2 separate regions of the Mus musculus genome follow, and region 2 is linked to region 1. Evidence: chromatin contacts called from public promoter capture Hi-C data. All regions are on one chromosome and are shown on one strand. The core of a region is the stretch at or near the end of the contact, and the rest is flanking DNA. Distances in the headings are between cores, read along the strand shown. Region 1 holds the start of E4f1 (E4F transcription factor 1). Region 2 holds the start of Syngr3 (synaptogyrin 3).

Region 1 (3,293 bases), core at 189-2,688:
TATGCCTTTATCCCAGCAATGGGGAGACTGAGTCAGGACCATCTCTGTGAGTTCAAGGCCAGCCAAATCTACATAGTGAGACCCTGTCTTTAAAAAACAAAAACAAAAACCAGGAACTCAGCTGGATAGTGGTGGCTCATGCCTTTAATCCCAGCACTTGGGAAGCAGAGGCAAGCAGATTTTTGAGTTCGAGGCCAACCTGGTCTACAGAGTGAGTTCCAGGACAGCCAGAACTATACAAACACTGTCTCAAACAAACAAACAAACAAACAAACAAACAAAAAACCTAGAAACTCCAAAGAGTTCCCTGAGACGGTAACTGACTCTCTCCAAGCTGAAATAAGGGAAAAAAAAATTACAGTGGGACTGAGTTCTTTCATGACAAAGAGCAGCAATATACCAGTAATACTTGTCAAACCACTTCCTGTCTGATCAAATCTACAGCTCCGTGGAACTAATGCACAGGAGATACCCAAACCACCTCTAAAAAATATCAGCACCTAGAGACGTAATCCTTGGTGCCAACACAGCCCTCGGCATACAGACACGATTTTAACTCTTTGCCATACTCCTAGGAAAAATTAAAGGGTTTAAGAGAGGAGTTACAGCCCCGGCTCCAATCTGATCCTTGACAGGAACCAGATGGACGACCTTGAACCTCAATTATCTCCATCTCTGAAGTGAATAGTAGTAATGATAGTTCGCCTTTCGAGCTTGGTTTAAGTAATGGTACAAGTCGGATTGAGCGGGGGGTGTTCCGCACATTCTTGGAAGCGTTGCTCCACCCCGTAGGGAAGGCCCAGGTCCTCAGTGGGGCGGTGCCGCCTCCCCAGGTCAGGTCCCTAATCCCTGTCTGACAGAGCGGCCCCGCCTCCAGTCTCCAGCTCCGCCCGAACTAAGGCCCGAGTGGCAGAGGAGAAGCAGAAGCTAGGGCTGATGGGCGCTGAAGAGGAGCGAGCGATGTTTGTTTGGCCAGATCGACCCCAAGGGGCTGGAGAAATGGGCTCCCTGTGAGCCTCTGCATCTGGCCCAACGGGTTAGAGGCAGTCCGAAGGGAAACCTGTGAGAGTTGTGAAGGTTTACAGACACTCGAGTAGCCAGGATCCGGGCGAGACCGTACACCGCAGCCCGGACAGAGCCGCCCGCACCCCGGCCGCACCAGGCTTCGGTAGGCTCGTTACCTTCCTCGCTGAAGGGCGCTGGGAGCCCAAGGAAGCCGCCGGAGGACAAGGCCGCCGCCGCCGCAACCCCGCCCTCGCCCGCTTCACGCCCGGCTTCGGCCCGGGCTTCTGCCGTATGAGCGGCCGTCACCCGCACTGCCATCGCGCCCTCCATGTCGCAACGCGCCACAGGAAGATGGCGGATTTACGACCATGTCGTCATAACAACGGGCCGCACCGAGGGCTGCGTGTCCGACAGGCAGGGGGCGGGACAAAAACGAATTTGACGGACAGGCAAAAAGGCGGGGCTATGGGTTGCGGTCTAGCGCGTCAGTAGAGGTGGAGCTTGGCTCTTTGAGAGCCATCAGCGCCAGACATCAGGGCGGAAGTGGGCGTGGCTTGTGTTAAATTGGCAGGACTTGGTCCAAAGTGAACTATCCGTGGAGTAAGAACTCTCCCTTTCTCTCACTTTTTTAAAAAAAGATTTATTTACTTTATGTATATGAGTACATGTACAGCTGGTTGTGAGCCTTCATATGGTTGTTGGGAATTGAATTTTTAGGACCTCTGCTTGCTCCGGTTGCTCTGGTTGCCCCACTTGCTCAGGTCAACTCCACTTGCTCAGTCCCTGCTCGCTCAGGCCTAAAGATTTATTCATTAAGTACACTGTAGCTATCTTCAGACGCATCAGAAGAGGGCGTCAGATCTCTTTACAGGTGGTTGTGAGCCACCATGTGGTTGCTGGAATTTGAACTCAGGACCTTCAAAAGAGCAGTCAGTGTTCTTAACCGCTGAGCCATCTCTCCAACCCCTTCTCTCACTTTTTTGTTTTGTTTTTTTAATGTAGTATGGTTTGTCTGCATACATGTCTGTGCACCACGTGCATGCCTAGCGCCCGTGGGGCCCAGAAGAGGGTGTCTGACCTGGAACTGGAATTACAGATGAAGTTACATGTAGGTGTTGGGAAATGAACCTAGATACACAGCCAATGTGTTCTTAGCCGCCCAGAGAATCTGAACTCTTTAGGGTTGCTACCCAATATAGAATCCTGGACTCAGACCTGGGTTGCAATGTCAGAATTTCCTGGGCATGAGAAAGAACTCCATTTGGAGATAGTTCGAGTGCTCCTTTCCAAAGACTTTTTTTGTAAAGATTTATTTTATGTATAGGAGTACACTGTAGCTGTACAGATGGTTGTGAGCCTTCATGTGGTTGTTGGATATTGAATTTAGGACCTCTGCTTGCTCTAGTCAACCTCGCTCATTCAGTCTGTACTCACTCTGGCCCAAAGATTATTTATTATAAGTACACTGTAGCTGTCTTCAGACACAACAAAAGAGGGCGTCAGATCTCATTACAGGTGGTTGTGAGCCACCATGTGGTTGCTGGGATTTGAACTCAGGACCTTCAGAACAGTCAGTGCTCTTACCCACTGAGCCAGCGAGCCAGCCCCAAGACTTTTATTCGGTATATGAAAAGTATTGAAAAGTATACATAAAAGTGACCATTTGTGACATTTAGTACACCGACTGAGTTGAGCGCTTATCACCAAAATTGGTTAACTGATTGGTTCATTGGTCGATTTGAGACAGGGTCTGGCTTTGTAGCTCCCTGTGGCCAGTAACTCGGTGGCCCCGGTAACTTGGTGCTGGGAATATGCCTGACTTAGTTCTAGAACATTTTCATCATCAAAACCTGTACTGACTGTAGCTCATTTTGGTAGCCAGCTCACCTATCAAGCACAAAATGAATAAAATAAAATAAAAAATGAACAGAGTATCTCAGGTTAATCCCAACATTTGGGGGATGATCCTTAGCTAAATAGGGAGTTCAAAGCCAGCCTAAGACATAAGAGAAGGGGGAGAAGAGAGAGAAACAGAAAGTGAGTTATTGAATAATATTGAAATGCATCGTATAAACAATGCATTTATATTTCATTTACAGTCAACTTGTATCTATCATTTTGGCTAATATAAAGTGTTGCTCTGAACATTCTTGTATAATTTGCTTTTATATTTTTGTATTGTTTCCAAGTCCCTTTTATTTATTTTTATTTCTTTATTTTCCTTCTCACTCTGGCCCCACTTGCTCTGGCCCAAAGATTGATTGATTTATTTATTTATTTATTTATTT
Region 2 (3,316 bases), core at 734-3,233, 230 kb after region 1:
GAGGCAGAGGCAAGCGGATTTTTGAGTTCGAGGCCAGCCTGGTCTACAGTGTGAGTTCCAGGACAGCCAGGGCTATACAGAGAAACCCTGCCTCGAAAAAACAAACCAAAACAAAAACTGATATTTACATTTACGTTTGCAAGGAGGTGCATGCCTGTAATCTCAACAATTGATCGGGAGGTGGAGTAAGAAGGATCAGAGGAAGACAGCCTTGGCTACTTGAGGCTCTAATACAGGGCTGACATATGGCTCTGCGGTTAAGAGGACCTGTGTTCACTTCTCAGCACCCACATGGCAGCTGCAGACTGTAGCTTAGTTACAGGTGATCTAAATCAAAAATATCAGAGGTGCCACTCTTATCCCCTTTATAAGGGAGTATAAAGGGTTCACACTGTACTTCTCAGGGCAGTCACTCCTCCGGTCTTAGAACCTTATGGCCTCCCAGAGTTTACTGGAAGCGTGGAAGCAGGAGCCTTCACCTACATCAGTGATTTCCAGGGTTGTGGTGGGCCAGTGCACTGTGGAGAGTGAAGTCACGGGACAGCTGTCTAGAGAAATATACAAGCCTTTCCCTTTTCGAACCTGACCTCTGCACACAGGACCTGTGTGTGTGTGTGCTCCTCAGTGTCCCACATGGTGTCAAGGAGCCTAGTTTGGAATGCTGGGTCCAAGAATGTCCACCAGCAATAGTGGGCATTTCAGAATAGATTCCCGTGAGTAGTCAGTTATCATAATATCAGTCAAGAGCATTGAGGCTCTAAGGTTTGAGCCAACCTCAGGACCCTCTGCCCACCAACTAGTTCTCCAAGGCAGGACAGAAGCAAACCACAGTCATTTTAGTGCAGACGTCTAGGACATTTCTAAGAAACATCTCAACTCCTATCATTCCACAATTCTCAACTAAACTCCTTGATAATGTAGTCATGAAAAACGCCACAGCATGCTCATGTTTCTTGAAAGCAATCCACAAGTCAGGACCAGAGACTGTTCTTCCTTCAGTCCACGAGGTCTTGGGGGGTGGGGGTGGGGCTCCACCCTGGGAACCGCCCTCTTTCAAGACAGGCATGGAGATTAGAGGACTCCCAGATGGACAAAATCCAAAATCCAGAACTTAGCACCCATCTCCTAAATGCCTAGGACAGGGAAGACATTCGCTAATGAGATAGATTACTCCCCGTCTCTAGCTTCCATGCCATTTCCAGGAAGCCCTCCCAGATGAGCCCCTTCTAGCTACAGCAGCAGGGAGCCTCCTTATGCTCCTTTAACTCACAGCTAGACCTGAGGGATCTAGGAAGAACCGCTCCCTCCAAATGAGCCTGGCGGATGTTATCAGGCAAAGGGAAGAAACTGCGCATTCTCCTTGGCTCCTATACCCCCTCTTCCATGTGGAATTAAGTCCCTGATATACTGGGAGAATTACATCCGCAACTCTGTGCCTACTTCCAGGTCGTGGGAACCGGAAAAATGAAAAGACCTAGGAAGGGGACTGTATTAGACCTTAAGAGGAATTGAGGGCAGGGGGAGACCAGTGGTGACCTCTCAAGGTCTATTGGTAACAGCCGCCGTCCCTTCCCCCGCCCGCAGGTGGGCGCGCCTAGCCATGTGACGTCACCCCAACCTGCGGGCGGGGGGTGGGGGGAGGGACCGGCGGAGAGGAGGGTGAGGGGCGATGGGCAGGGGGTGGGTGAGGGTGGAGGATAAGGGATGCTAAGAGAGGCGGGGGACAGGGAAGGGGCCAGCTTAGGGACCACTCACCCAGGACACGACCCGCAACAGGGTCTGGGGCCGCCGCGCAAAGCTCACGGGATCAAAGGCAGCTCCCGCACGGCCCGCGCCAAAGGATGCTCCCTCCATTGCGGGCACTTTGCCTTCTGTCCGTTTGTCCCACCGGCCTTCCCCGCCGGAGACCGCCCGGGGATGAAGCTGAGGCTGCTGATGCTGTGGATGCTGCCTCTGCCGCCGCCTCCCGGGAGCGCGCGTCGGCTGCGACGGGGGCGCGCGGGGCGGGGCTGAGCCAGCGCCCCCGACTAGGTCCATGCGCCGGGGTCTGAGCCCTGCCCTGGATCCTTCCCACTCGCTCTCCCCCGTATGACAGAGTTGGAGATAGGGACATTCTCAAGAGACACAGAACGAAGCCCTTATGGGGTTTAGAGGTGGGCAAGAGAAGGTAAGCTCAGATTTTGTCATAGCCAAGAGCATCGACAGGAGGACAAGTGCAGCATCCTGCTTCTCTGATCAGGAGAGCCTTTTGGTGAGTATGTAAGAGGAAACTGAGGCCCAGCATCTTGACCTTTACATTCAGGAAGAGAGAACGAGCCCTCAACCTCAGAAGACCAGAGGTAAATCTCTGGCGGGGCGTTCTCACTAGCCCTTGAATCAAGAAAAGCTCAGCTCAGAGGTGTTGTGCACACTTGTGTTGTCTGTGGCTCACATGTCCCCTGTATTCTGGCTTTTTCTTCATAGGTTGTACCTTCCTAACAGGGTCAGGTGGGGAGAGTGGCAGTTCTGTCACTGTCAGGGGTACTGTCTGGGAAGCAGAGTCCACTGTGGCCAGCAGAAGTTAAGGTTGAGCATGCCTGTTCTCCTCAGGCCAAGTCATTTCTTCCAAAAGCCCTTTCCATCTCTGGTCTGGGTTGATCTGTAGCTAATTAATCCTGAGTTCTGGGAGGGGAGAATTACCAGAGATAAGATCTTGTCCCAGCTGTTGCCTAATTATCCTGACCTCTGCTGGGATTCCTCTGCCCCACAGCCTGACTAACAGAGCCACTTGATGCTCTTTCAGTGCCAGGCTGGTAAGAGACTGAATGGCTTCACCTTCATGGTCACAGAAGCTAGGGTGTAGTTGATCATGGGTAAGGCCCCAGTTACCTATCTCTGTCTTCCTGGGACCAGAGCTGGGTATAAGGAAAGCTCCCACATATAGAGACTACACACTTTACTTTGTGTGATCTGTTGTTCATTCTTCAGAGGAAAGTGTAGCTGGAGGAACCACTGGCTCTGGTCTGTCTTGTTTCAGTCTAGTTGGATGCAGGTGAGCATCCCATCCCATCTCCTTTAGCTATTAACAGATCTGTGTGATCACCCATTTTGTCCTTCTCCTCCGTCATTTTCATCAACACCCAAACAATGCAGCATATTCTTTGAAAAACACCATTCCTGGGCTGAGTATTGAGCTCAGTGGTAGAATGCCTGCTTAGCTAGTAGCATGCATGGGGTTTTAAATTCCCAATTATCACCAAAACAAACAGTTCGTGCTCATACTTCTGTCTCCCTTAGCAGCAAACTCAAGCTGTTGCCCATCTATTTCTAGTGCCTC

What was found. Promoter capture Hi-C pulls out the DNA fragments that hold promoters and counts their contacts.
Region 2: a promoter capture Hi-C map of hematopoietic stem and progenitor cells shows a contact between it and region 1, with 4 times the contacts expected there. The contact joins the promoter of Syngr3 here to the promoter of E4f1 in region 1. A contact is called at or near these places in 17 of 39 promoter capture datasets (the 3T3-L1 cell line, the HPC-7 cell line, HPC-7-derived erythroid cells and 12 more), 5 of 484 Hi-C or Micro-C datasets (B cells, bone marrow-derived macrophages and embryonic stem cells), 20 of 115 datasets of contacts at active chromatin or transcription factors (the 230-238 cell line, the HPC-7 cell line, bone marrow-derived macrophages and 10 more) and 3 of 9 other capture datasets (adipose tissue, liver and pancreatic islet).

The regions. Positions count from the first base shown.
Region 1 is chr17:24,453,954-24,457,246 of GRCm38.p6, forward strand. E4f1 (E4F transcription factor 1) reads right to left here and starts at 1,439. Exons shown (of 14, transcript NM_001301784.1): 1 at 1,182-1,439. The coding sequence starts at 1,335.
Region 2 is chr17:24,687,966-24,691,281 of GRCm38.p6, forward strand. It overlaps Syngr3 (synaptogyrin 3), which reads right to left and starts at 1,984. Exons shown (of 4, transcript NM_011522.3): 1 at 1,756-1,984. The coding sequence starts at 1,854.